7 separate regions of the Mus musculus genome follow, and regions 1, 2, 3, 4, 5 and 6 are each linked to region 7. Evidence: chromatin contacts called from public promoter capture Hi-C data. All regions are on one chromosome and are shown on one strand. Each heading gives the region's core, a stretch centred on a gene start, on an enhancer-like site or on the middle of the called end of the contact. The rest is flanking DNA. Distances are from core to core; before and after follow the strand shown.

Region 1 (3,907 bases), core at 1,073-3,572, 2.9 Mb after region 7:
GGGCCCCAGCTCCCCTTAGCTGTGTGACCCCTGACCTCTCTGAACCTGAACCTCATCTATAAAACACAGCTAATTCCCTCAAACTCAGAGGCCTGTGGTGTGTGGGAGAAAGAGCTGAGGAACTGGACTTTGCTGACATTTTTAAAAAAATCTTAAGGGAGCTGTGTTTTACTGATCCTCCTACCTGCCTAGACCTTGAGAGAGAGAGAGAGAGAGAGAGAGAGAGAGAGAGAGAGAGAGAGAGAGGCTAAGAAGCTCCCCAGAGGAAGAGGCAGACAAGCCCCTTCTACTGTTACCAGGGCATACTGAAAAGCCAGCAGGGAAAGTGACATCTCTTCCTACCCCACCCCAATGTCTCCCCAGTCACCATCAATAATCTAGAGGCCAGGCCTGGGACATCTGAGCCTCCTTCATCAAAGATTCATGCCTCCCCGCCCCCACCTTGCCCACCTCCAACTCTAGCAAGCCTCAGGTTACTGTCCCTCTTGGGCCCCACTCTGAGGTCAGCAGGCCTACACCTATGGCCTGGCCAAGGCTGGCACCTGATCCTCCATGGTGGTCTTTCTTGCCACTTCCAGCAGGCACAAAAGAAGGTGCACATCCTCATAGGCAGGAGACTGGGAGGCTCCCCTGGGCAGGCCTGTCTCACTTCATAGGGAATGAAGGGATAGGGCAGAGCCTTGGCCACAGGATCTGTAAGCAGTGTGTGTGTGTGTGTGTGTGTGTGTGTGTAAAACTTCGTAGCACCTCCTCCCTCTTGGAGATAGCAGCTCAGACCAGACAAAGAGGAAGGAAGGGGCAGGCCAGGCAGCAGTTTACCCTGACAGTTCCCCTCTTTGGGGCTGACTCAAGAAACCTGCTCCTCCATCTCTAGGAGAGGCTGGCCCACCTGTGGGTGGCCAGGCTTGATCCAGGTCCCTGCATGCTCAGGACAAACAGGATGGGGATGGGCTAGGGCAGGGAAAGTCTCTTGGCTTGTCCATCCACCAAGCAGCCACAACCGCAGGCAGGGATTCCGGCAGTCAGGCTGGTCGATGGTGGTAGCCCTGGTCAGGGAATCATGATGTGGTGGTAGGAGTGGCTGATGGCCAAACCAACAAGCTGTCTGGGCAAGCAGCCTGGCCTTCCCTACTGGCCAGGGAAGCAGCCCTTCCAGGCCCATAACAAATGGGGACAAAATACCTGGCTCCCAGCTATTGCTTCTTTCTTAAGTCTCTCCAAGGAGGAAACTGGGGCCCTGGAGGGGGGCTATGGGTGTCACGCCCTGGGCTGTAGAAGCTTCCTGTAGATGAGGGTGGAGGCAGGAGCTCCCCTATAAAGTCTGAATCCTGACCCGTTCCCCTGCTTCCAGCTTGAAGTTGGGACTTTGCAGGCCTGGCTGGAGCAGCGATAGAGAGATCACAATGGAAAAGGGAAGAAGTCAGAGGCCAAGGTCAGATGTGCAGTTCTCCCCATTCTACTTAAGAAGGAGGGCTCCATTCCAGCTTCTGTCCAACCTAGTCTGCAAGAGTCTAGGGGTCCTGAAAGGAGAAAAGGTCAGGCTACCCTCTCCACACATACACATAAGCCCATGTCAGTCATAAGACACCCATGCAAACACCCATGCTAACACACACATACTGAGATGTGCCTGAACTGTGCACACATGCAGATACCCACAGTTTCTGTGCGTGCAGCCAGGAAACACTGATGTCTGAGATGGAACCTAGAGTGTCCAAAACCAGCCACTAGTGCATGCACACGAAGAAGCCTGGACAGGCATAACCAAGTCTCATCCAGATGTGCACATACTGGACTGTATACAGAGAACATGTGTACACCCATGTACACTTTTCCAGATGTGCACATCCGGGTACACCCCACCTCCAGAAAAGAACAAAAATACCCAGACCAGTATACACAGGCACATCCGCCCCCAGTTGGGTACACAAGATACTTCCACCCTCGCTGTGTGCATCCATGTGCACCCACTCCCAGCTATGTACAACAGTCTGTTCTGCCCCAAGACGTGTCCATCCCAGGGACTCGCGGTTGCAAAAGAGAACAGGAAGCTTCCCAGGAGGGTACAAGGAAGAGAAGGATGAAGGGACCTAGCGCGGAGAACCAGCGCGGCGGAGCCCCTGTCCGCCCTCCATCCGCCCTCACCGTGGATGCCGGTCTGGTGCGCCATGGCTCAGCTTTCGGCTCGCCCGTGCCGTCGGAGTTCTCCTCTTGGTCCTGGCCCGGCTCGACTCGGCTCGCCTGGACCCAGAGCTCCGGAGGATGTGGCGACGGCACCGAGCCTCGCGCAGCTTCCCGGGCGGTGCCGCAGGACCCGCCCCCAGCGCGCCCCGCCCCCGGAGGGCGAGGCCGGCAGAGGCGGGCATTGGTGCCGCGCGTGCGCGCAGCGGGCGCCGGGGTCCGGATGGCCCAGTGCCCGGCCGCTACCACCTTCATGGCCAAGAAGGGGCCCCAAGGGATTGTGTGGGTGGTCCCTTGTAGGCCAGGATCCTGGAGGTCTGTGGGCGGATCCGCACTTGGGCGTGGGAGGGGCTGTGAGCTTGCCGCGGAGGAGGTTTGAGAGTGAGGGCCGATCCAGGCGTACCCGTTTGTGATGGTGAGGTGATCTCAGTGTAGGTGGGCACGCGCTCGTGTGTGGTCGTGAGTGTGAGTGTGTGTGTGTGTATGTGTGTGTGTGTGTGTGTGTGTGTGTGTGTGTGTGTGTGTGTGTGTGTGTGTGTGTGTGTGTGTGTACTGATTTCCTACCAGTCATCAGGTGCACGGTGTCTGGAGCCCAACGCTGAGAAAGTGAATGGCCATAGGAGGAAATGAATTTTGGAAGGAATACGGTAGGAGAGACCGAGGTGACCTAACAAGGCTGAGGAAAGTTTTCCAAAAAGACGGTGCATGTGCTAAGTGTGACCCAGTGGTGGAAGGACTGGAAGTCAACCTGAGGAACTTCCCAATTCCTAATGACCTTGCCTCTATTCCCAGCAGCCTTTCCTACTGCTCTTACAGACTAACGGCCGAATAGCAGCTAGTACTCTTTAACCTCAGAAACATCTCTCCACCCTGGACCTTGTTATTAAAAAATAGATAAACGGGACTGGACAGATGGCTCAGTGGTCAAGAGCATTAGCTGCTTTTGCATAGGACTCAAGTTTGGTTCCCAGCACCCACATGACACAACTGTTCCTTCTTCTGGCCTCCTGGGATTAGACACGGACATTGTGCACATAGATACATGCGGGCCAAACACCCAGACACACACCAAAATTTTTTTTTTACTGAAATAAATAAAAACTTTAAAAAATAGATAACTTAATGAGAGATGGCTCAGTCAGTAAAGTGCTGAGTTAGCATATAATTTCAGATTCCCGGCAACAGAATGAAGACACTTGGCTTTCCCCTTGGACTGTGCAGGGAGGCTGGGGACCTTGGGAGAGGGAGTTTGAGGAGACAGGCCAATACCTATTGGGGCTTATTTGCTTATTAGTCAGCCAACCCAGCCAAATGGAGAGAGAGAGAGAGAGAGAGAGAGAGAGAGAGAGAGAGAGAGAGAGAGAGAGAGAGAGAGAGAGAGAGAGAGAGAAAGCGCAATAGAGGCTGACTGGCTGGCATCCACCTCTGGTTTCCACATTGTACTCTAACATACACAGTGTATGTATATACTACACACACACACCCCAAATCTGTGAGAGAACTCAAGTTCAAATGGCATCCTTGGGCTGGCTCAGCTGATAGATCATTCTAACCTGCGTGACATGTGTGAAGTACTAGGTTTGATCCTTAGCACTACATAAATCAGGTATGTTGGCAAATAACTATAATCCAGAACTAAGGAAGCAAAGGCCTTCAAGGCCATCCTGGTCTACATGGTTAGATTTTTGTCTCATAAGTAAATAGGAAGGAAGAAAGAAAGAAAGAA
Region 2 (4,065 bases), core at 1,350-3,849, 2.8 Mb after region 7:
TTCACTTGGCAGGCCTCTGAAACAAGAAAATGTGCCGCTTTACTGTTGGCAATCAAACTGAAGACTCAAAAGCAGCCAGTTTGAGGCCCATGCCACAGGACAGACTGAAGATGTAGCTAGAATGTACAGGAAAAAAAAGAGTCTCTCTGTCTCTGTCTCTGTCTCTCTCTTTTTCCTTTTTTGGTTTTTCGAGACAGGGTTTCTCTGTGGAGCCCTGGCTGTCCTGGAACTCACAAAGATCCACCTGCCTTTGCCTCCCCTAGTGCTGGGATTAAAGCTACATGCCACCATGCCTGGCCCTAGTTTCTCTCTTCAAGACTGCATTACCAGCATGCACAGAGCCTGCATGGCTCTGTACCCAGGTCCTCTGCGGTACATACTATAGATTCCAATTTAATGTCATTATGGGATTCCTGAGTGTGTACACAAGTATGTCTCTAATACTTTTTCTAAAATGTGCATTTGGTGTTTTTCCTGCAAGTATCTCTGTGTGGGGGCGTCAGGCCCCTTGGGACTGGAGCTATAGACAGTTGTCATTATACTCTTCACATGCAAAAGGAGCTTATGGAGCCTACTGAGCCCAGCATCCAGAAGGCTGGCAGCTAGAAGCAAAGCCAAGGCTAGAAAGAGCAGCATGTCCTTGCTGTATCTGGCATCCCCACACCACGTCTCCCAGTGAGAAACTCAGCCGTCTCAGTTTAGAATCCTGAGGCCTTCTCTTACCCAAGTGCTTGGTGTTGAGACTGAAGTCCACACAGGTGACTGCATCTCGGTGGCCCTTAAAATGTCTCTCCAGTGAGGGGTCCTCCTGGAAAAAAAAAAAAAAAAAAAAAGCAAGGTCAAATGGTTATAACGAGATAACAGGTCCTCCCTGGAACTAAGACTCTTCCTATAACCAGGAGACGTTAAAAGCACTCAAATCATGATCTCGTATGTTGAAAATTCTAAGGAATCCACTATAAACTGCTAGGACAAATGAGTACAGCAAGGAAGGGTTCACGATCAGCAAACACACAACCACACAAACGATCAGACGAATCAATAAATCCACAACAAACAGATCAAATATGGGCCCAGTGTGGGGAACAAACACCTTTAATCCCAGCACTTGGGAGGCAGAGGCAGGTGGAACTGTGAGTTCAAGGCCAGCCTGGTCCACACAGTAAATTCCAAGAGAGCCAAGACCATAGTAAGTTATCTCCCTCCACCTCAAACACCAAAAATTAAAAACAAAACAAGCAAACAACAACAACAAAAAAAACAAAACGACAAAACACACACACACACACACAACCAAACCACCTGAAGAGCTCCAAGGAACCCAGCTTGGGAAAGGATATTTCTATGATACAGCGAAGCCATTGCTATTCCACAAAGCTCTACCCCAAACAAAGGTGAGGCCCAGTGCCCAGCTCCACCCCCAAGCACACCTGCAGGTTCACGCCTTTTAACAGATGGCCTGGTAGTTCAGGGGTAAGAATCAACTAAGGAGCAAGGGCTCATTCCCTCTCCTGTCCTCACCAGAGCCTCTCAGAAACACAAGGGTGAGGAAGTGTCCATCCTAGGCTCAGTGGGCAGAAGCAGATTCAGGTCTGACTCCATCAGTGACACCCCTTCCCAATGCCTTCTTCCCTGAACAGTTTCCCCTAAAATCTGCGTGGAGCTAAATGTAAACAGAATATCAAATCGGCACTCAAAAGTCTGGTTTCTATTTCTACCCAAGTCTTCTCAGGTGCATCAGGTACCACCTGGCCCTGTGGAAGCAAATTCTTATTTAAAGGACCAATTTGAAGTCCTTTTCTGGAGTGGGGGGAGGGGTCAGAATCGAGCCCTGGACACACTGCAGGCTTCCGCTATCCCAGGCATCCCGATGGCCTACTGCTTCTACTTGTTGGAAAAGGATGTCACCTCCAAAAAAGACCTGTTGCTCACAAGAGGCCAAGCTTACGAGGCTCGCCCCAGGCCACGACAAGGGTCGGGCCTTGATGGTGTCTTCCTCAATACGCCGTACATTCCAGAGGCAGAGACTTATTTCTTCGTCCTGGTGGTCTAACATCTAGCCTGGCACCTGGGGTGCTAAGTCAATGCCCGGATCCACCCCGTAACCTTGGATGAGGAGGTCACCCTAGAACCCCGCGTCACCATCCGCCTCTCTCGCGGCCATTGTTCCAACCAGTCAGGTGCTCACTATCCAGGGACTTACCTGGCTGGGAGCAGCCATAGCGGGGCTAGCGGGCTGGTAGGACCAGCTGTGCCCCAAGTGCCAGAGATAGCTGGGTCGGCAGTTGTGCCAGTTCAGTTTCCGCGCCCCCAATCGCCACCAATAGCAACGCCGGTGGCGTCGCCGCGTCCCGCCCACCGCAATTAAAGGAGAAGCGCCCTAGGTTTTTGTCCGCCGACCGGAAGTCGGGTCGTTCGATAGGCGTCAAGCTCTTGTCCTCCCGCTCTTCCAGATGAGGTGACCCGCCGAGCAGCCAAAAGCCTCAGTTCGCTGTCACACTTTCCTCCTAAGAACTTAAAAAAAAAAATCTTAGATGAAGGTTTCGGCCCTTCAGCTCTAGCTCAGGTAACGGAGCGCGCAGCCATCGGGGAAATGAAGTTCTACATAGCACTTATACCCCACAGTCTTAATAAAGGTAGAACTACATTTACCGAGATGCTCCGGGGCGGGCGGAGTTTTACCATTATGAGTGACAGGCTTAAGTATCCCGGAAGGAGGATACTGACTGGCCTTGCTCTTGGCTTAAAACGTCCGATCAAGGCGCCATGGAGAACCAGGTTATTAGCGCCTTGGGACCCCAGAATGGTTCGTTCCTGCGAATACTCCTAAGTGTCTATTTAAAAAAAAAAAAAATGGAGTCATTCAAGAGTCAGAACCATGGTGCAGAAAGACATATGTTCAATTCTTAATTCTCTACTGGGTGACCTCAGGAAAAATGCGTCTACTCCGAGGGCCTGCCTCCGCGTTTGTCTTAAGAGGGGATGTGACTGCGGCCCGTCTTGCTCGGAACTCTTTAGCCTTAAGAAGGCTTTGGGTCGTAGCCTGACCTTAGCTCCAAAAAAAAAAAAAAGGTGAAAGAAGCAATCGTCGGGCGGAACCACCAGAGGCCGTCCTTTTCCACCTTCTGCAATGAAAGCAGCCGAAGCCCAGAGTGACCTGTGCATCTGACCTGAACTGGATGTTTTGTAAGATTCAAGAACCTTCCATCCATCATCTCTCCTGGGCCGGCCAACTTGTCCATACTCAAAACACTAATTAGGATCTGGCTGTGTCCTGAGGTTTCTTACCACATGCCTAGGCTTGAAACTGTGTCCCTAAATCTGCAGGGACAGTAAACTCAGAAACTGGCGTGTGGGGGAGTGTATTTGGACCTAAAAGAATGATTCATTGGTTCAGAGTGTATATGGTTCTCCCAGAGGACGAAAGTTCTATTCCCAGCTCCCATGTCAGATGGTTTACAACTGCCTGGAACTCCAGTTCTGAGGCAGTTCAACACCTCTTGTCTCCTGAGGCACACACACACACACCATTAAAAATAATTCTTTTAGTGTTTTGATGAGAGATACAGGATCTATATCTGATCCTATTTTAACTATGTTGGCATAGAATTGGTACCTTGACATTAGAAATGTTTAAGCTAATTTAACATAGGCAAGGTGAAAGTCTCAAGACAAAAATAGGTGCTCACAAATTCCCAGCCTTCCCATAAACAGTTTTCAGTTTTTCTCTTGTCAATAAGTGTGTCACGAGCACCCCATGCCAGAAACATGATGGTCACGTTTGTATATTCCTACAATGTCAAAATGAATTGCCTCTCAGGAAATTCCCAAGCTGTAGCAGTTTGCTGCTTTTCCAGATAAGGTCTCTCTATGTGGTCCTAGCGTTCCTTCCTCTGGCAGCCACAGACTTTTTATTTTTACTTTTTTAGGAATGTCATATGTAGGAATGTTTTGCCTACCTGTATGTATATGTACCATACTTATGTCTGATGTCTTATGAAGACGCCGGATCCCCTGGAACTGGCGTTGCAAACAGTTGTGAGCTGTCACGTGGGTGCTGGGTCT
Region 3 (3,679 bases), core at 413-2,912, 2.6 Mb after region 7:
CAACCTGGGAACAGAAAAGGTGTATGAGGTAGCATATAACAGGCCCGGTTCACTTCCTTAAGTCCCTGGTCACAAATATGTTACTGTAAAAACAACAGTAAGTTAACCTTAACCACAAAAAGGTTGGAGGGTGTGGGTGTGAACTTCTGGAAACCTAGCTGTTTCCTGAGACTTGTCTAGGGGCACCCCCCCACCTCAGCTGAGTGTCAGATACCAAGCCTAGTCCATCAGATTCACATCAGAGAGCGTGGTTGCAGGCAGCAAACAGACCTAGTACAGCCTCAGTTATCCCCAGTCTATTATCTGGGTGCAATCAAATGTACAGAACTAGAGTTGCGTTTAGACGCAGACCATGAGGTACCCAATATACAGAACGACTCCCTCCCTCCCTCAAGGCTCCACGGAGCAAGAGAAGCAGTTCTGTTCTCAGGAGATTACACCAGGGGCTGGGAAGGTCAAGGAAGGCTTTTCTGTTGAGTCTGACATGGGAGACAAGGAGAAGCTAGGCAACACAATCCCTAGAGCTCAGAGTTCGAAGCCAGCCTGGTCTACATAGTGAGTTCTAGAACAACCAGGACTACACAGAGAAATCCTAGCTCGAAACACACACGCTGGTGGTGGAGGAGACATGACTTACAAGAGGCCCTACCCTGTAGACCTGGAGCCAAGGGATAGTTTATGACCCACTGTCATCACTCACCCCCTTAAGAGATTCGTATCTTTGCGACCGGGGTTTCTTGATGCCATTTCTGTGCCATTTGCGGGCTGTAGGGTAACAAATATTTACAGGTCAAAAAAAAATGAGGTATCTTCCAATAAGACCACCTAACATCATGGTTGGCAGTCTTTTGAGAATACACTAAGGATGGGTGGAAAGCACTATGGGCTTTTTAAGCGGATTCCTGGCTCCCAAATTTGTAATCTCCAAAGTAGCTAAACACACAATCATCTTCAAGGCTCACCTGAAGGGTGACCTGCCCTCCCTCCAGCTCTGATCTAGCAACCCTAACCCAATCCTCGCTGGGGTACAGTCGCCAGCCGGAGCCCAAGGAACTTACACTGGTTGTGTGTGGTGTGGTTCTTGGACTTGGCCATGTCTGCACCTGCAAGAAAGCCACGAGATCAGTTCTGGGCTTCCCCAGACCGGCACACCTCTGCCGCCCTGAGCTGGGGTAACATGAAGAAACCAGAGGCTGCAGCAGACGCTTCCGATTTACGACACCCGCCAGCCTGGCAACACTCACAAAACGCGACCCCACCTCTCAAACGCGAGCAAGGAGGTCGGTCCTGAGACTGAGCTTGCCGGCCCCGGGGCGGCTTTCCCCGCCATCCGTTCCTTGAGGACGACCGGGAACCACCCCCGCCCGGCAATCTCGATGCCCCATAGCCAAGCAGCTGCCCGCCCTGTCCTTCCTGCCACCCGTGTCGCCTGCCTCGCGACCCGCCGCCGCCCTGTAGTCACGGATGTCATCGGATGCCGTAAGGCCAACACTCACGGTAACCCGCGGCTCCCGCAGCGCCGGAGACCGGAAGAGAAAGAGAAAGGCCCGCAGTGCAGCACGGGAAATAGGGCCGACACCGCCGGAAAGTCCAACGGAAAAGCTTCCCTCACTGCTGGCGGAGAAAAAAGGTTCCAAGGCCGGAAAGAGTTGAAGCCTAGAAAGGGGAGGGGTTAGAGCCTGGCCACGCCCTCTTAGCGTCACAGATTTCTTTCTTTGCTTAACCCCTCCCCGCTATTTTTTGAGCGGGTCTTTCTTGCTGTGTAGCCTAGACTGGGTTATAACTGTTCATCCTCCAACAGCAGGCTTTTGCTACTGGGGTTAAGAGCGTGGTGTTAGCATGGACCACGACGGCGGCCAGCCCGTGTTTGCTTCCTTCTCTTCCTCCAGTGCCTACTTTGCTCTTGGGCTAGACTTCCAAAGACTCTGAAAGCCGAGGGGGCCTTTGAGGGATGAATGTTAATGGAGCGAAGAATCTGTGTTCTTAAACAGCTCACCGGGCTCCTGTGTGGAATGCACTGGAGAGGGCAGAGGAGAGGAGAAGAGCTATGAGACTCATGCAGACTGCCACACAAGGGCGCTGGCTGCCTGAAGACAGTGAAGAATGTACTAGGGAAAAGAATAGACTGGATTTAGGGTGCCGAAAATTAGAGAGAGAAAAGCGGCAACGATAGTCCAAGTCTACTCCAACAGCCTGGGCTGGTTCCCCAGAGTGGCAGTTTCGTGGTTTCTTTTTTTTTTTTTTTTTAAGATTTATTTATTTATTATATGTAAGTACAGTGTTGTTGTCTTCAGACACTCCAGAAGAGGGAGTCAGATCTCCTTACGGATGATTGTGAGCCATCATGTGGTTGCTAGGATTTGAACTCAGGACCTTCGGAAGAGCAGTTGGGTGCTCTTTTTTTTTTAAGATTTATTTATTTATTTATTTATTTATTTATTTATTTATTTATTTATTTGTTTATTATATGTAAGTACACTGTAGCTGTCTTCAGACACTCCAGAAGAGGGCGTCAGATCTTGTTACAGATGGTTGTGAGCCACCATGTGGTTGCTGGGATTTGAACTCTGGACCTTCGGAAGAGCAGTCGGGTGCTCTTACCTGCTGAGCCATCTCACCAGCCCCAGTTGGGTGCTCTTACCTGCTGAGCCATCTCACCAGCCCTCGTGGTTTCTTTTCACATATATTAGATGTGAGATGATGCTAGAGAGGTGAAAACAGGCCTGTAATCACAGCTACTGGCTGAAGAATTGTAAGTCTGAGATGCCTGAGTAATTCAGGTAGACCTTGTCTCCGAAAAGCTTTTTTTGTTGTTGTTTCAAGATAGGGTTTTTCTCTGTGTAGCCCTGATTGTCCTGGGACTCACTCTGTAGACCAGGCTGGCCGCAAACTCAGAAATCCCCCTGCCTCTGCCTCCCAAGTGCTGGGATTAAAGGCGTGTACCACCACTGCCCAGCTCCAAAAAACTTTTATAATGTCAGGATATCCCAGCACTCACGAGGCAGAGGCAGGCAAGCCTCTGTGATTTTAGTTTATGTAGTGAGTTCTAGGACAGCCAGGGTTATGTAGAAAGACCCTATCTCCAGAAAGGCATGGTAGCTCACACCACCCACTCAGTGTATAGGGCCTAAGTTTTATACAGAAGCAGGAGAATCAGGGACTCAAGATCATCTTAAGCTACAAAGCTAGGACTAGGCCAGGCAGGGTGACACCCTGTCTCTAACAGCAAAAACAGTGTGCTGGGCAGATAGTTCAGTGGGTAAGAATGATTGTAGCTCAAACATGAATTCAAACCCCGGATCCAATTGTGGAAGGACAGGATAGACTCCTGACAGTTGTCCTCTGCCTTAAACACCCATATACAGGCTCATAAAAATAGTGATTTTTAAGAATTTAAAAGCCGCTGGGCAGTGGTGGTACATGCCTTTAATCCCAGCACTTGGGAGGCAAAGGCAGGGGGATTTCTGAGTTCGAGGCCAGCCTGGTCTACAGAGTGTGTCCCAGGACAGCCAGGGCTACACAGAGAAAACCTCGGCAGCTGGTTCCATAGAAAAAGCACAGAGGTAAATGGGAAGAACACATCTGCCTTTTCTGTTGTAAATAGACAGAACTGACAACTAAATCAGGCTGAATGTTCCATCGACAATAAACTAAGTCTGACACGCTGCAGCCTTTTAAA
Region 4 (4,225 bases), core at 1,030-3,529, 2.7 Mb after region 7:
CCGGCTGGCTGGATGGTACAGGGCTGCCATCCGACTCAGTGGCACTGCTGGGCAGCTCTCGGTCCGACTCGCCGTCTGAGCAGTCAGAGCTGATGCGCAGGCCCCCCAGGCCCAGCACGGAGGTGGGTGGCGAGCCACTCGGGGAGGACGAGCTGTCCACGTTAGTCTCACAATGCTCGGAGTATTCCGTCTGGAACTTGTTGAAACCACCTGTGGTCAGGGCAAGATTGGGGGTGGTGGGTGGTGGGGTGTCTGGTGAGTCCAAATGGGCCACAAAAGACTATTAACGGTCAGGACTCACACAACATGTCCATGTCAAAGGACAATGTGACCATGCCTAATACATCACACACGGACTCACTCATGTTCTGGCCATCTAAAAAATCACCACTTCACAGTTAAGGGAACTGAGGCTTTGAGTGGGTTCTGTAACTGTTAAAGTATACTGGCCCTATGGCTTGATATAGAGCACCTGAGGTCAAGTACCAGCTCCTTTCTCTTCCATACCTCCCACATACATCAACACACCTGAGTGCTTGCTCAGTAGTGGCCAATGGGCAAAGAAAGGCCAACAAACCCATCGCAGGCCAGCACCTGTAGGTCAGCAAACCCCTATTCCAAAGAGAGAGGAGCCAGAACACCTATGGGCCTGTCAGAGGCAGAGTCCAAGCAACCACACTTGGGGAGGGTGGTGTGAAGTCCCTTTCCCCAGCAAGAGGGGAACCGGGTACTAGCGATTCACCTTCCCTGGACAAGCACCCGACACACTGCATGTGACTCAAAGAGAGGGGCCACGGGGGCTAGACAAGGACAGGAGAGACAAGGAACACCATGAAGCTAGACATGGCCCTGCGGCACCCGAGGGTGCCGCAGGACTCCCCTCCCCTCCCAGCCTGTCTGCTGCCAGCAAGAGGCCATTTTGGAATGTTAATTGGAAACACCGGCTGCAGCCAATAGCTCCCCTCACCCCCTGGCCCGCAGGCAAGCTGCCTGTCTCCCCCTTCCATAAACTCAGGGGCAGCGAACTGAGGCCCATTCCCCATTCCCCAACACACACACACACTCACACCTGGGCCACTGCCCACACATCTGCAGAAGTGCCTCCAAGCCGTGATTCTGATTGATAGGGGCCATAGTGGGATCCCAGAGAAACCATCATAAACGGGCCCATGCACTGGAGGGTGGGTGATACTGAAAAAGGTACCTTCCCGATCCTATCTTCCTAATGACATAAATTCCTGTGGGCCCTGCTCTTTTCTGGGTTCCAGTACCGATCTCTCCCTTCCTCCGAGCTCAACTGGAGCCTGTGCGCTGTTGTCTACCCATCCACAGAGAAAAAAATTAAATAGGAAAGGGAAAGTTTGTTTCAGCCACTGAACGGTGCTGAGAAAGAGAACACAGATCGGGTTCCCTGTGCCTGGCTAAATCCACACCTTAGGGGATGGCTCCCAGAAGGGCGGATTCGGACCAGGGGCGACGTGGCGCCCGGCCTGGCCAAGCGAGTGGAAAGGAAACAGCCTGCAGCGAGGGCGCCAGGGAGCAGAGGCGCAGCCCCAATACCGCCTGGGGTCTAGGTTCTGTCCTCACCTTGGAGGTAGTAGGCCTGGCAGCCGTCGTCTCGCAGCTTCTGCAGGAGCAGGCCGAGAACGGAGGCGGGGGCGCCGGGCTCGGGCTGCCACTCCGCCGTGGCCTCGTCGTAGAGCAGCACGGTGGCCGCCTTGCAGCGCGTGGCGAAGCGCTCCTTGTCGGCATGGTTGGGAATGATGGAGCGGATGGGCAGGTTGCCTTTGCGCAGGCGGCGCAGCATGAGACCCGGGATGGCCAGGTTGATGGCCGTCTCAATGTGCGACGATTCGAAGAGCTCGTGCGGCCGGCAATCTAGCAGCAGCAGGGACGCGCCACCGCGCGCCTCCAGCTCCTCCTGCAGCCACTCGGCGCTCTTGCAGGGCATGGCCCCCGCTCCCGTCGTCGCTCCCGCTCCGATGCCTGCGCCGGACCCAGATCCCGCACCGGGCTCCGACCCCGCCCGAGTGCCCCCAGCCGCCGCCGCCGCCGCCGCCCCCGAAGTCGACATGTGCGCCCGCACTGGGGGCCCGCGGAGCTGGTTTTTCATGGGGATCCCGGGGCCGGGGCCGGGGCCGGGCAACCCAGCCCTGGGACGGCGCCCCGGCCGCGCTGGCCCCAGCCGCGTCTCCGGGCGCCCGCCTCCCGCCGAGCCGCGCGCCCGCCGCCCCGGCCTCCCAGCCTCCGGCCTCAGTCCCGCCCGGCCGGCCCTCCGCGCGTGCCGCGGCCTGACAGCCCCAATTAAACCGCGGCTCCGGCGGCCGCGCGCCCGGGCGTCCTCCGGGAGGCGGGGCCGTGAGGCCGGCGCCTGGGCTTAAAGGCACCGCGCCTCCGCAGCCCCTCCCCCGCAAGCGGCGCGGGAGCGCCCTCGGCCGGCTCCTACGGGCCCGCCTAGCCGGGACCTGGCTACCACCTGCCCAGGGGCGAGCCAAGGCGGCCTCGCAGATCTCTGGCTGAGCGCCTACATCTGTGCCTTGCAGAAAGGCTGCACTGGGACCCCACCTAACATTTACAGAAGCAGAATTTCTTCAGGATTGGGGGCAGGGGGCGGTCACCCAGAGCCAGTCTTCCCTCCTCTTGTCTGTTATCCTCATTCATTCTCTGATAGCGTTCATTCAACAAATGGAAACTGAATTCCTACTACGTGTCGTGCTCTGTGTTAGGCGGTCTTAGTTTCAGATGACCGCATCATCCCAACCCTTGATGGCCATAGGTTCCAGACCTGAGTTGGAGGGTCTGCTGAGGGAATAGGTGACTTGGGTTGGGGGGGGGGTGTTCAAGGACCGCTCTCGCAAATCGCAGGCAGAAGTGGAGGAATTCTGAAAGGACCAACCCTGGGTAAGGGAACGCGAGCTCTTTAAGAAAGCTTTTACAAGTGCGGTGGTGACTGGCCCGGAGTGAAGCGCCACGTGACTTTCCTATTGGGGCGGGTAGGAGGGAGGGAGCGCTCCATAATCAGCTTCCCTTCGCCTACCTCTCTCTCCAGGCACCAATCAAGTTTCGCGGTAGGCGGGCACGCGCTCGGCAGATAGTCAATCGCCGCCGAAAGAGGCTGCGGGGAAAGGAGGCGGGTCCCGCGGCGGGTCCACCCAGCTGGAAGTGGGCGGGGCCTCGTCCAGCGTGCTGTTCGGGCTCTCAGGCGGGTGGGGCTCAGGAGGTACGTGGCTCTGCAGGTAGGGCTCAAACAAAGCGGCAGGACCGACCGCAAGGTTTTGACCAGACCAAGGCGGTCTTTCCTTGGAGGGAGCTGTTCCTCCCAAGCCCCGAGTGCATTCTCTTAACAGGCTGGGGATCCCAACTTGAGGCTTAGTCCCTCACTCCGTCCCGGGCTAGTCATCTCTGAGCCAACTTGACCCTAACCCGGGATTGCGGTGTCAGGGGTGTCCGATCGGGCTACAGTTTCAATCTCCATCTCCCAATTAAATGTTCTCCCCCCTCCCTTTTTTTCTCAGCCGCAGGAGCCCTCTTCTACATTCGCTTAGAGAAAGGCCACAGTAGGGCAGCCAGGGAGGGTCTTGTCAGGAGGGGTTGTAGATATAAAGAGCTGACCCTTTTGTGAGTACTGTCCTGGACACAGCTGGTAGACAGCTTCCAGAGGCCAAGTGTTAAGTCCCAATCTGTCCTGCCAATTGGTGATGTGTGGTATATCCTGAGTACCAGTCTCCCTTCTTGGTTTCAGTTTTGCTAAGCGCTAAGCAGTGGTGACCGGGTTTCCTGTGTACTCTTGGCTGTCCTGGAATTCTCTCTGTAGCCTAGGCTGGCCTGGGTGCCTCTGCCTCCCAAGTGTTAGGATTAAAGGTGTGCACCATCACCTCTCGGCTTCTTTTAAATTTTTTAAAAAGATTGAAGTGTTTTCTCTATTTGAATGTCCATGGATCACAGAGGCCAGAAGAGACGGTAGGATCTCACAGAACTAGGATTACAGATGATTGTGAAGCGCTGTGTGGTGCTGCGAATCAAACCCAGAGAGAGACCTTTCTCTTTAGGAAAGATGGGCTCAGCTGATTTCATGATTTCCTAACATGCTGTTAGGGAGACATCCCCCCCAGAGGGACAAGCCAGAGTCACATTAACAAGAGTCTCCTGCTGTCCTCAGGCAAGGCTGGGTCCCATTGTGTGCAGACATGCTTGCTTCTGAGGGTCTCTGAATGGAAGGTGGGGA
Region 5 (3,972 bases), core at 628-3,127, 2.9 Mb after region 7:
ATCAATTCAAATAACTATTTGTCCAGTTAGTAATTTTCTCTTCCCCAGGATCACCACTGTAGGAAACTCTCCCACATACAGCAAGCTCAAGTCCAACGACAGTTACGTAATACTTTGTTGGAGCTCCAGCGAGGAAACCCATCAAGGACAATATCATATACAGCTCATTCTACAATAGCTTTACTTTAGATAAACTCAGAGACAAGTTCCAAAAGAAAACTATTATTTGAAAAAAATAATAAACAAAGAGAACAGCTGCAAAAAGGAGAGAAAAAGCCAAGGATTCAAAAACAGGTAACTTTAACATAATGTCGAAAACAGTAGCTATTAAACTAAACACCTCCTGCTTAGGAAGGAAGCTGAAGTTGACAAAGGGAATCAAATTTAGCCTAAACTAGTTTCTGCTACAAAAGAGGTCACTGCTTACTTATCGAGGATTTGAACTTCCAGAGATGAGACAGGCAATGTCTTCCTCACACCCAGGCTATGAAAACGGCAAAGATACACAAGTTCTCCAACTAACATAATTTCCATAACCAGTTCCAGAATTCCAAAACTTTGATAACTATAAGCAAACCACAATCTGGCGGTTATTGTTTTTTGTTTTTTAACTGTTTTGAGTCAGGGTCTCTCTGCTATGAAGTCCAGAACTCAGGGTCTGACTGCCTCTATCGCCCAAATGCTGAGATTACTGGCTAAGCGGCCAAACTTGGGTTTTTTTTGTAATGCAAAAGGAAACACTAAATTGTTCCGGAATGCTTTCTTTGTTTTAAAGAGAGCTCACATTCTGACCAGAATGGGGCGGCCAAGTTCTCAGGAGTCTGGCAAAGAAAAGTTTCCAAGAGTCTGTTTAGTAAGTTAACTGTAAGCCTGGGTATTGGTACTGGGAAAGGACAGCAAGCTCACATGGGCACAATCGATAAATCCTGACAGCTTAAAAACTGCATCCCGCGGGGCTTGATTGCAGAAAAGCCGCGCGGGAAGCTGAGGGGTAGGGGGCGGGCACCGTGCCAGGGCTGAATCCAGGTCACTGCTGTGAAGGCAGAGAGCTGGACGCCACTGATGGACAGAACACAGCTCCTGCCGTTCTGCATCGAGCTCAGAGTCCACCCGCACATTCTGACAGTCGCCAGGGGAGTGGAAAGGGCTATCCGTCCGGCTGCAGGGTGCAGGGACATGGCGTTTAAAGGTCAAGGTCAAGGTGGGGTTTGGCAAGCGGGAAAAGCGCGCTCGGAAGAGAGCAAAGACACATGAACTAAGAACCATCATCATCTTAAAGAGGATCTCCTGCAGCACTGCGGGATGGAGGTGGCCCTGGCAAGAGCGCCTGCACCACATGCCTGGGGTTGGGGGTGGGGGCTCAGTCGGGGACCAGCGACAGAGGGAAGGAGAGGGGCACTTGGAACTCGGCCACTATCACACTCACTTGCCCTCCTGGCAGTCATAGAGCACGATGGAGTCATCATCGCTGCTAGAGATGACCGTCTCGCCATTGGGACTAAAGTCAAAGCAGTTGATCTTGTCTGAGTTCTCGCGGAACACCTTGGCGACGCGGAAGCTCCGGAGCACGCTGTCGGTCAGCTTCATGGCGGCGGCGGCTGCTGCTGCTGAAGGCAGCGGCGGCGCAGGGCCGGGGCGGGGCCGAGAGGCGAGCGATCGGGCGGGCTGCTCAGGGCCAACCCCGGCGGTGCGGGCGCCGCGCTGGAGACGAACCGAAGGACGGCTGACAGTGGGGCTGCCGCGTCCTCTTCCTCAGGCGACGCTCTCTCGCCCGGACGACGGGACCTCGCTGACCGTTCTTCTCCGGAGTCAATTCAGGGCCAACCGGCGCTCCGCCGGCTCATTGTGTCCGCCATCTTGAAGGGAGAAGCAAAATCAGAGGGCGAGGAGCTTGTGTCGCGGCGGACGCCGGGAAAGGGGGCGGGGAGGGAACGGAGGCGCGAGCTGGGGGAGGGGGGGCGGGACGATGACGTCAGCGGGGCGGCCTCCCGTTGCTGAGGCCCCGGAGCTGGAGCCCGCGGTTCTGGGGTGTGAACCTGCGGGCGTGGAGCATCTAAACCCTCTCTCTCGAGGGCAGGACTTGAGGTCGCCTCGGGGCTAGTGCCTTTGTGGGTGCTCTCAAGCCCCGGGGAGACGCTGGTGTCTCTGAGGCCGCAGGACCTGGCGGAGAGGCCTGCTCGTGTGTGGGTGTGAATCAGGTGAACCCATCACCGACTGACTTAACCACTGCACGGCCGAGCCAGGAGGCTTCGATTTGTTAGTTGAGTGATGTACAACATACACTTGCACGAAGTTTTAAGTGGCATTTTCAACTGGGTTTATATTAAACTTCAGAAGCTTGGAACTTCTTTTAAAATTTAATGAGAGTCGAAGCGCATGAAGATCCCTAACTTCTAGTGCGGGAGGAGGGGGAACCTTAGGAAGGGACATTTCACTCACTGGCAGGTGATTGCAAAGGCATGACAACCAGAGTCCCTTATAACCTGGGTTGACAAACGACGAAATGGAACACGAGAAAAAAATGGAGCCTTCTTGAAAAATGTGCGGGGGGGTTGCATCTCAGGTTCTTAGGTTAAAGAAAAAAGGTAGCTAGATAGAACTGGAAGTGGTTGGCTGAGGGAAAACGACAAGATTGTAAGTTTGTACTGCAGTTGTCTCCTGACAAAGGGCAGAGTTCCTGGCTACAATCTGTTCCGGGGTGTGAGGAAGGGAAGGAACCAGTTTGAGTGAAACCTGAATGGATGGCAACTTTCCAAATTGCAAATCTGTTCTAGAAAAACCTTCCACAGGTGGTTGCACTCAATCCCCAGTGATTGCCTTTGAGTTTAGGTGATCCAGGTGATCCAGGCTGCTATGGAGCTTGAGATAGCAAGGACAGATCTGGTGCCATGTGCCCGACTTGCTGTGGGAACTGAAGTTTTCTGAAGAGCATCTACAATAAAGATCCTGCAGACTGGCTGACTACAACATCGCAATTGTGGAGACATCAAATGTAGGCAAAGGATCTGGAACTATTTTAGGCCTCTTTAAAAACTAGTGTGTGTGTGTGTCTGTGAGTGCGTGCACACATGCTTTTACCTTCTGAGCCTTCTAAGGTGGCCTTGCTTTAGACTTTAAATAGCCATTTACTCTAACTTCCAACATTCTCCTAATAAATTTCTCGAGAGACATCATTCAGTTTAGCTTCATTCACCCTAAAGCTAAGATGGCTGTAACATCACCTGAAATCTATAATTTCCCTACTATACAGCTTTGCTGTGTGGCCCATCTACTTGATATTTTCACAAATATAATTGATCAACATACTGAATTTGTTTTGGGGGGGTGCTGTTCTGTGACTACAAATTTGTGTAATTTCTTCTAGGTAGAACCTGTTATTAAGGGTAAATTGACTCCTAATTCCTGGGCAAAGCTGTTCTTTTATATCAGCATTTGGGAAGCAAATATACCCAGGAGATGCCAGTGTATGTGTGTGTGTGTGTTTGGAGGGGTCTGTTTTAACATACAAATTTGACTGTAACAACAGTCTTAATTTACCAAAATGTTCTCTACCAAAAAAAAAAAAAAAAAAAAAAGCCTTGAAAGGTATCTTTCAAAACTATACCCTGGGGCTGGTGAGATGGCTCAGTTGGTAAGAGCACCCAACTGCTCTTCTGAAGGTCCAAAGTTCAAATCCCAGCAACCACATGGTGGCTCACAACCATCCGTAATGAGATCTGACTCCCTCTTCTGGAGTGTCTGAAAACAACTACAGTGTACTTACATATAGTAAAAATAAATAAATGTTTAAAACAAACAAAAAACTATACCCTGTACCTTCTTTAGACTTCACTGTTAAAGCTCCCTCCCAAGATTTAGCATCCTGTTTTTTTTTTTTTTTTTTTTTTAAAGATTTATTTATTTATTGTATGTAAGTACACTGTAGCTGTCTTCAGACACTCCAGAAGAGGGAGTCAGATCTCGTTACAGATG
Region 6 (3,936 bases), core at 868-3,367, 2.8 Mb after region 7:
GTTCATTTGAAGATGCAGAGTGTGGAGTTTGGGCAGATCGGCCAGCCATCTGAGCGTGTACTTGTTGAGCAAGCGGAAGAAGATGCCGTTCATGTTCAGCTCCTGCAGTGACACCAGGTTCTTAAAGGAACTTGCCAGGTGGAGGCGGGCAAAGGATACCTTCTTGCGGTAATTGAAGGACAGGTTGAGCTTGCGCAGGCGGGTTAGGTTCTGAAAGGCATTGGTGTGGGTGATGCTTTCATAGAGAAAGTTCTCGCTTAGGTCCAGCACCGAGAGGTTGACCAGACCTTGGAACCAGGAAGAGTTCAGTGTATGGAGAGAGCTGTCCTTCAGCACCAGGCCTTCCAGATGGCTCAGGTGATGGAAGGTCTCAGGGTGCAGGTGGAGGGACTTTTGGCCACATTCTATACAGGGATTGGGGGCATGGTCACAGCGACGGCAATTCCCACCCACATCAAGTACTCGAAGGGAGGTCAGATTGGCCAGGTCTTCAGGCCCCAGCTTGACAATGAGGTTATAGGACACCAGGAGGTACTCCAGGCTGGGGGGCAGTTGGCGGGGCACCTTTGTGAGGTTGTTATACTTCAGAGACAGATGGGTGAGATTGCTCAGGCCCAGGAGGGCGCCTGGGGTCACCTTCACCGCTCCTGTGCAGGGGTTCTTGTAGTAGCAGTTCCCGTCCATGAAGAGAACGCGCAGGCTGTATAGGCCGGCGAGGCTGTTAGCATCTAGAACCAGGATGTTGGTGTGGCTCAGGCTCAGATTCACCAGGGAGCTGGGCAGTCGGGGCACAGTGGTGATACCATTATAGCTCAAGTTCAGCTCCTCCAGTGTACGCATAGCCAGGAAGGTTCTGGGCTCAATGGTCATGTGGCAAGAGAAGTGCAGGGGGCTAAGGCCAGTGGGTGGACAGTTCCACTTGAGGTTCAGCTGCCGCAGGTTGGACAGGTGGACGAAGTCAGAGTTGTGCAGGTGGTGGATACGGTTGGAGATCAAGGAGAGGCGGGTGATGTTGGAGCAGGATGCTGCCGCAGAGAAACGGGGTACAGACTTCAGGAACAGCCAATTGCAGTCCACCAGGCCATGAGGCTTCAGCTCACAGGGTAGGAAGGCAGGCAGGGTACCCAGGGCCAGAGTCTCAGCCAGCACTGCAGCCTGTACCAGGAGGGACAAGGGGTGCAGAGTCCTTCGACGGAGAACCTGTGAGAGCCAGGGCTAAATGAGCAAGTGTCTACTGTCATTGTACACTCTTCTACCCTCTCCTCCACACTGGGACTTTCTTCAGGGCTTCCAAGTCGTCTTCAAGTGTTTCCCCACTGCCCCAACAACCAGCCTCCTTCTAGCTACTCAGATCCACCATTTGGGTTTAGGCACAGCCGCTCAGAGCAAGGACACAGAACCAGGACTAGGCTGGAATCCAGGCCCCAGACTTGGAGCTTTTGCTCAGAACACAACCCGTAGCAGAGCCGAGACAGCCTCCAGCAGGCCTACTGGGGCTCTCCCACTTTCTCTTCCTCTCCTCTGGGGCCTCAGCTTTTTCCTCCTGACCACAGCAGCTGCCTGAGATCTGTACCTCCACCCCACCCCCCTGAAGCCTTGCTCCACTAGCCTCCTGGATTCTCCTTGACCAAAATGCAGGGAAGACTGAACCCTTACTGAGGTATAGGTTGGGTTCCATCTAGGCTTTGACGGCACTTGCTGGCTCTTGTTAGCCCCCATCTGACTCCCCAGTCTGACTTGAGAACCCTCAACCTGCCGAGAGGTCGAAGACTCGGAATGAGCAGTGGGTGGCAGGTCTGCAGGCCAAGTGCTACCATTAACCGAAGTCTGGGGCTTTAGCCTCCCCATCCACCCAGCAGGTTCAACTCTCTGCTCAGGGGATGGCTTTTGCTCCAATTCCCTTAGGGTTCCATGAGTGTCCCAAGGGCACAAAGTGGACAGTCCTTTCCATTGCTGTCCCTTCCCATGGTGCCCCTCCCCCCAGGGGGGCTAAGAACTGGGGTCCTACCATGTTGGGAGATGGAGGATTCTCCCGAGGCTCCCTCTGACAAACTGGGCGGCAGAGAATGATGTTCCACACCAGGGTCTCTCAGAGAATTGAGGAAGTGACACTTTCACTACAGCTTAGTAGCTACTTTGTCCCTACCCTGAAAGAGCAGGTGGTACAATGAGTCACACATCATTTGCATAGTCAGATGGCAGACAGATAACCCCCTCAACCCCTTCCTCTTTCCACTCTCCTCCCCACCCCACAATCAGCCAAAGGGTATCACATATGCCCCCCACCCCCCAAAGAGCTGTGGGAAGGAACCAAAACCCAGACTCCAGCCCAAGGTCAATGAGAAACCAGATTTTAATAGCACCAGAGCTAGGCAGAGCACTGACCCTCGTGAGGAGGGTGTCACCTCACTCTCATGCCTCAGTGCCTGTCTCATGGGTGCTCTCGGGACAGTGGCTCTCTCACCTACTCTATCCCCAGAACTCTATGGAGAGCATCTGTGAGCCAGAGGCTGGAGCCAACATCTGCTTTCCTACTACGGCAGCCTTCACATCTCTTCCAGCAATAGTATCTCCCACTCTGCATCTCCACTTCCCGAAACGCCCAGTCAGACTCCAGACCCCAGAGCACAGCAAGCTGCTGGAGCTTCTGAGGTAGGCTGCGGCTGGTCCAGCCAAGATTCTGGCTGATCTTGCTGTCATGTGACACTGTTCCTGGGGAGATGTGAGCAAGTGTGTACTCACCCAAGTGACAGACCAATGACAGACCAAAACCGAGGTACCACTGACGTCCAAGTTGGTTTACCAATGAATTTTATTGGAGTTACTGGTTGAAGTATGGATGAGGGGTTACTAAAAGGAGCAGAGATGACTCAAAGACAGCTGTATCACCAAAGCATAGGTCATGGATACTACAGAAGCTAGAAATGGAGAGCTCATGGCACAATGTATTGACAGCTCAACCTGGGGCATTGTGGGAAGTGGGGATGCAGAGTGGGAGACACTATCCCAGTTGGACAGTGAATTGTCCAGGCAAGACAGTTGGTCTGAGCCTTTTTCAGGCAGCTCAGCTGGTCTCTGCTTCTTTCAAGCTCCTCTGTGCACCTCCCTTTGTCTGAGCGTGCTTCTTAGCAGTCTCCACTGTCCATATAAGCTTAGGGAGGACCAATTGCATCTGGTCACTTTCAGGAACTTCCTGAAGCTTTTTTTCAGTTGTTTATATCCTGAGGTGTTTTTGTTTGTTTATTTGTTTCCTCAAGACTAAGTTTCTAGCCCTGGCTGTTCTGTAACTCATTCTGTAGCCTGCCTCTTGTCTCTTGCGTGCTGTGATCAAAGGTGTATGCCACACCACCCTATCTCCCTGGGGGATGGAATGGTTCACCGGTTGGAAGCACAGCCAGGAGGTCCTTGTGCCTACAGAGATCGCCAGAGGAACCAAGAACGTTAAGCACACTGGGTTGTCTTTCTCATGGGAAAGATGAAAAACCTGTTCTTCCATGCGGAAAGGTGAGGGCAGAAAGTGATTAACCTTCTGGTGATGTTGGGCCAGACCACAACAAGCTCCTACAACCAGGACCAGAGGTGGCCAGTGTTACAAAATATATAAATTGTGGTGGGAGTCAGGGAGTACTTGGCAGGCCAAGGAGAAATCATGTCACGTGACAGGCCTGATTTAAGGGAAGTTTATTGTGGGGGGAAAGGAGGGGAATGGGGACCTGGAAAGGGGGTAGAGGCAGAGAAAAGGAGGACAGTGGGGGAGTGCTGAGGTAGCAATTAGTCCTCTTTATAAGCTGTGCCTCTGCTTCGCCCGCTGCAACTGGTAGATGGCAGGTGATGGCACAAGCCTAGGTCCTTGGGAGGAGCCTAGTGGAATCTGTTAACCAACAGCGAGTAATCTAAATGACTGTTGCAGCCAGAGACCCCTCCAAGCTCCCACAA
Region 7 (4,102 bases), core at 1,587-4,086:
ATATGTACCACAAAACACACACGCCACACCATACTCACCCCGATTAAGGCCTGCCATGTTTAAGTCACAGCATTCTTTTTTTTTTTTTTTTAATTTATTTATTTATTATATGTAAATACACTGTAGCTATCTTCAGACACTCCAGAAGAGGGAGTCAGATCTCATTACAGATGGTTGTGAGCCACCATGTGGTTGCTGGGATTTGAACTCTGGACCTTTGGAAGAGCAGTCGGGTGCTCTTACCCACTGAGCCATCTCTCCAGCCCAAGTCACAGCATTCTTATACTAAAGTTTAGACCTGTTTATTTGTGACAGGCTTGAAGCCAGTAGACTAGAGTCAGGCCAGCAGCTTTGGAAGCCATGGCTCACTACAGTAAGTGTCCTTTTGGAGAGTGTCATAACTGTGCTCATTCTTTAGGTTCTCCTGTGTGTTCCCGGTGTTGCCACAGTGCCTCGGCTCAGCGCTGCCGCTGCCCTGTGTGCTCCTGGCTGTTGAGCTGCTCTCTGTGCTGCTGGACCATGACAGCCTAGCATGGCAGCTATGCTCCCACCCAGGTAAAGCAGGGCAGGACAGTCTCAACTGTCCTATAGTGGGGAGGGAGGGCCTGGGGGCAGTACAGGTTCAGAGCCCCTCAAGGGCTTCTGTACTTGTACCCCAGACTACAATGAAAAGGGGGTCCCATAAGCTGGGCGTGGTGGCGCACTCCTTTAATCCCAGCACTCAGGAGGCAGAGGCAGGTGGATTTCTGAGTTCAAGGCCAGCCTGGTCTACAGAGTGAGTTCCAGGACAGCCAGGGCTATAAAGAGAAACCCTGTCTCGAAAAACCAAAAATTTAAAAAAGAAAAGAAAAGGGGGTCCCTGAGTGAGGCCTGCATCCTTTTCAGAAGGCTGCCTTCTCCTGAGGCTGTACATGTACATCACATCAAGGCCTGACAGAACGGCCTCAGAGACACAGTGGCTTCAGCTGGAACAAGAGGTAAGACTCAGACACTGCTCACCCTTCACTCCCACCCCCCGAGAGCCCAGAGTCTCCTTCCCTTGTGGGAAAGTGGGAGCTACAATTCCTTTTTTGCCAGTTTGTCAAACAGCAACGGGTAAAATGTAGGGGTTCCTCACAGGGATTCAATACAAGCACATCCTGGGTTATAGTGGTGCTCAGCAGAGCTGCCTGGGCTTTGGGGGCCCCGATCCTGGTCCTGGAAGCAGTAAGCTGTTGGTGAGATTCAAGTCTGAAAGCCTGAGACTACCACTACTTGTACCCCACTTGTGCAGGCAAGCAGTTGTAGACGTAGCTAGAGCACCTTAGAAATGCCCGCCAAAGCCCTGTGACAACCGTCTGTTCTACATGGGATGGGTACTATCTCTTCTTGTTCCAGGTAGTATGGCTCTTGGCCAAGCTGAGTGTACAGAGCCCTGCCCCCGCTGGCATTGGTTCTGACTGTCACTGCAATGTAGAGGTGAGTGGCCAGAGACCAGCATCATGGATGCTCAGTTAGTTAAGAGCAATCCTGTTGATCTTGAAGTGGTGAGGTGAGTAAGTCTCTGGACCTCAGGCTGTGCCCTCTCACCCTAGGCAGTCAGAGCGCTCACTGTGATGTTGCACAGGCAATGGCTGACGGTGCGGCGGGCAGGAGGTCCAAGGACCCACCAGCAGAAGCAGACGATACGCTGTCTGCGGGACACTGTGCTGCTGCTGCATAGCCTATCTCAGAAGGACAAGCTCTTCACTGTGCACTGTGTCGAGGTCCTGCATCAGTACGACCAGGTGATGCCAGGGGTCAGCATGCTGATTCGAGCCCTTCCTGATGTGACTGACTGTGAAGGTAAGCTAGCACGACACTGTCCTAGCCTTCGTGTGCCTCTGTCAGACTCCTTTCCATGAGTCTCCCCTTGCCTCCAGAGCCATTCCTGGCACATGGGTATTACCTTCCTGCTCTGGGTCTTTGAGTATGACAGGTTCCCATTTGATGGTGTCTATTGAATTGGCCTCGCTGAGCCATGGTTTTCCACAAAGATCTGTCCGAATTGCCTTTGTGTCACTTTTGCTCACAGTCGCTGAGGGAGCAAAGCCTGTGCATAGAAGGGACTGGTTGGTTCCTGTGACGCTAGGGAGCATGGGGGCCTCCAAGCCCCCACGCTGTCGAGTTAACCTCAGACCCCTCTTCCTTTTGGCTCAGAGGCTGCCCTGGATGACCTCTGTGCTGCGGAGACTGATTTGGAAGACTCTGAGATGGACTGTAACTGAGGGCCTGAGCATCCAGCCACAAGGTGGCGCCAGCTCCCACCGCCGTCTTTGCCATATCCACTGATTAAAACTGCACTTCCTGCTGAGAACACAAGCTTTGTTTCCTGAGTCCGATTTGTGTGGCTGAGAGGGAGGGACAGGGCAGACCAAGAATTGATGAGATGACTCCTGCTGGAGTTGAGATGGCCCCCATGGTAACTGATCTGCCCTGAGGAAAAACCCTGCCCCTCTTCGGGAATTACCCTGAGTCATAGCTTTGGGCGGGGGCCGTGGTGGGGGCAGGGGTACGTTTGTGGCCAAGGAGGCAGCCCTTTTTAGGAAGGCCTGGATCAAGGACTGGGGGAAAGACAAGAAAAGGCAGAGGCTCACGGGCACATTTGAATCCTAGAGACAACCCAGTTTGAGTTGTCAGTGTTGGGGCAGTAGTCCATTTTACCAGCCAGCAGGATCACAGATATGGATCTAGGAAGGCCTTTGGGGTGCTTGGGGAGGGAGGGAGGAGCGTCAGCACGAGGGCCAGGCCTGGCAGGCTAACAGCAGGGCGGGCCCTGTTCAGGAGGCAGGCCTATGGGTGGACCCAGGCAGTTTTACTTCCTCAGCCACACTGCTGCCAGCAGCAGACCCAGCGGAGTGCCTTGCTGCCTGCTTCTCGGTAAGTGTGGAGTAAGGGTATGGGGTAAGGCAGAAGAGAATAGGGTTCCCTCACCCTGAAGGTAGTCAGCACTAGGGGAAGGGCCTCCCTCAAAAGGCAAATAAGTAGTGGATCCATCCCACTAGAACAACCCTGCCCTCCAGCTTCTAGTGGCCCTGGATAGTACCTGCTGAAGGGAAGGGCTGAGCTGCCTTTCTGCACCCCACCTCAGCCCACTTGAGACCTTCCTGCTGCTACTCATTACCCCATCTCCTCCCCAGGTTCAGCATGGGCTCACAGACCCTGCCCCATGGTCACATGCAGACCCTCATCTTCTTAGACCTGGAAGCCACTGGCCTGCCTTCGTCTCGGCCCGAAGTCACAGAGCTGTGCCTGCTGGCTGTCCACAGACGTGCTCTGGAGAACACTTCCATTTCTCAGGGACATCCACCTCCAGTGCCCAGACCGCCCCGTGTGGTGGACAAGCTCTCTCTGTGCATTGCTCCAGGGAAAGCCTGTAGCCCTGGGGCCAGTGAGATCACAGGTCTGAGCAAAGCTGAGCTGGAAGTACAGGGGCGTCAACGCTTCGATGACAACCTGGCCATCCTGCTCCGAGCCTTCCTGCAGCGCCAGCCACAGCCTTGCTGCCTTGTGGCACACAACGGTGACCGCTATGACTTTCCTCTGCTCCAGACAGAGCTTGCTAGGCTGAGCACTCCCAGTCCCCTAGATGGTACCTTCTGTGTGGACAGCATCGCTGCCCTAAAGGCCTTGGAACAAGCTAGCAGCCCCTCAGGGAATGGTTCGAGGAAAAGCTACAGCCTGGGCAGCATCTACACCCGCCTGTACTGGCAAGCACCGACAGACTCACATACTGCTGAAGGTGATGTTCTAACCCTGCTCAGCATCTGTCAGTGGAAGCCACAGGCCCTACTGCAGTGGGTGGACGAACATGCCCGGCCCTTTAGCACCGTCAAGCCCATGTACGGCACTCCGGCTACCACTGGAACAACCAACCTAAGGCCACATGCTGCCACAGCTACTACACCCCTGGCCACAGCCAATGGAAGTCCCAGCAATGGCAGGAGCAGGCGACCTAAGAGTCCTCCTCCAGAGAAGGTCCCAGAAGCCCCATCACAGGAGGGGCTGCTGGCCCCACTGAGCCTGCTGACCCTCCTGACCTTGGCAATAGCCACTCTGTATGGACTCTTCCTGGCCTCACCTG

The links. Promoter capture Hi-C pulls out the DNA fragments that hold promoters and counts their contacts. Capture Hi-C pulls out chosen DNA fragments and counts their contacts.
Region 1: a promoter capture Hi-C map of liver shows a contact between it and region 7, with 6 times the contacts expected there. The contact joins the promoter of Twf2 here to the promoter of Trex1 in region 7. A contact is called at or near these places in 3 of 39 promoter capture datasets (liver and pre-B cells), 1 of 484 Hi-C or Micro-C datasets (B cells), 2 of 115 datasets of contacts at active chromatin or transcription factors (bone marrow-derived dendritic cells and regulatory T cell precursor) and 2 of 9 other capture datasets (adipose tissue and liver).
Region 2: a contact with region 7 is called in a promoter capture Hi-C map of embryonic stem cells, with 3 times the contacts expected there. The contact joins the promoter of Poc1a here to the promoter of Trex1 in region 7. A contact is called at or near these places in 1 of 39 promoter capture datasets (embryonic stem cells) and 1 of 9 other capture datasets (adipose tissue).
Region 3: a contact with region 7 is called in a promoter capture Hi-C map of liver, with 4 times the contacts expected there. The contact joins the promoter of Rpl29 here to the promoter of Trex1 in region 7. A contact is called at or near these places in 2 of 39 promoter capture datasets (both in liver), 1 of 115 datasets of contacts at active chromatin or transcription factors (bone marrow-derived dendritic cells) and 2 of 9 other capture datasets (liver and pancreatic islet).
Region 4: a promoter capture Hi-C map of liver shows a contact between it and region 7, with 4 times the contacts expected there. The contact joins the promoter of Dusp7 here to the promoter of Trex1 in region 7. A contact is called at or near these places in 3 of 39 promoter capture datasets (liver and pre-B cells) and 3 of 9 other capture datasets (adipose tissue, liver and macrophages).
Region 5: a contact with region 7 is called in a promoter capture Hi-C map of adipose tissue, with 4 times the contacts expected there. The contact joins the promoter of Wdr82 here to the promoter of Trex1 in region 7. A contact is called at or near these places in 2 of 39 promoter capture datasets (liver and pre-B cells), 2 of 115 datasets of contacts at active chromatin or transcription factors (bone marrow-derived dendritic cells and thymic regulatory T cells) and 3 of 9 other capture datasets (adipose tissue, liver and macrophages).
Region 6: a contact with region 7 is called in a promoter capture Hi-C map of pre-B cells, with 4 times the contacts expected there. The contact joins the promoter of Tlr9 here to the promoter of Trex1 in region 7. A contact is called at or near these places in 1 of 39 promoter capture datasets (pre-B cells) and 1 of 115 datasets of contacts at active chromatin or transcription factors (bone marrow-derived dendritic cells).

What each region holds. Positions count from the first base shown.
Region 1 is chr9:106,201,523-106,205,429 of GRCm38.p6, reverse strand. It overlaps Twf2 (twinfilin actin binding protein 2), which reads right to left and starts at 2,322. Exons shown (of 9, transcript NM_011876.3): 1 at 2,146-2,322. The coding sequence starts at 2,170.
Region 2 is chr9:106,279,595-106,283,659 of GRCm38.p6, reverse strand. It overlaps Poc1a (POC1 centriolar protein A), which reads right to left and starts at 2,599. Exons shown (of 11, transcript NM_027354.2): 1 at 2,204-2,599; 2 at 724-808. The coding sequence starts at 2,221.
Region 3 is chr9:106,427,394-106,431,072 of GRCm38.p6, reverse strand. It overlaps Rpl29 (ribosomal protein L29), which reads right to left and starts at 1,662. Exons shown (of 3, transcript NM_001324534.1): 1 at 1,059-1,662; 2 at 701-765; 3 at 1-4. The coding sequence starts at 1,095.
Region 4 is chr9:106,366,686-106,370,910 of GRCm38.p6, reverse strand. It overlaps Dusp7 (dual specificity phosphatase 7), which reads right to left and starts at 2,279. Exons shown (of 3, transcript NM_153459.4): 1 at 1,588-2,279; 2 at 1-210. The coding sequence starts at 2,113.
Region 5 is chr9:106,168,834-106,172,805 of GRCm38.p6, reverse strand. It overlaps Wdr82 (WD repeat domain containing 82), which reads right to left and starts at 1,877. Exons shown (of 9, transcript NM_029896.1): 1 at 1,427-1,877. The coding sequence starts at 1,587.
Region 6 is chr9:106,220,779-106,224,714 of GRCm38.p6, reverse strand. It overlaps Tlr9 (toll-like receptor 9), which reads right to left and starts at 2,117. Exons shown (of 2, transcript NM_031178.2): 1 at 2,009-2,117; 2 at 1-1,200. The coding sequence starts at 2,011.
Region 7 is chr9:109,057,985-109,062,086 of GRCm38.p6, reverse strand. Trex1 (three prime repair exonuclease 1) reads left to right here and starts at 2,836. Exons shown (of 2, transcript NM_001012236.1): 1 at 2,836-2,898; 2 at 3,159-4,102. The coding sequence starts at 3,166. Atrip (ATR interacting protein) reads left to right here. Exons shown (of 13, transcript NM_172774.3): 9 at 419-555; 10 at 886-977; 11 at 1,378-1,458; 12 at 1,575-1,824; 13 at 2,179-2,340. The coding sequence ends at 2,246. It overlaps Atrip-trex1 (Atrip-Trex1 readthrough), which reads left to right. Exons shown (of 14, transcript NR_153412.1): 9 at 419-555; 10 at 886-977; 11 at 1,378-1,458; 12 at 1,575-1,824; 13 at 2,179-2,898; 14 at 3,159-4,102.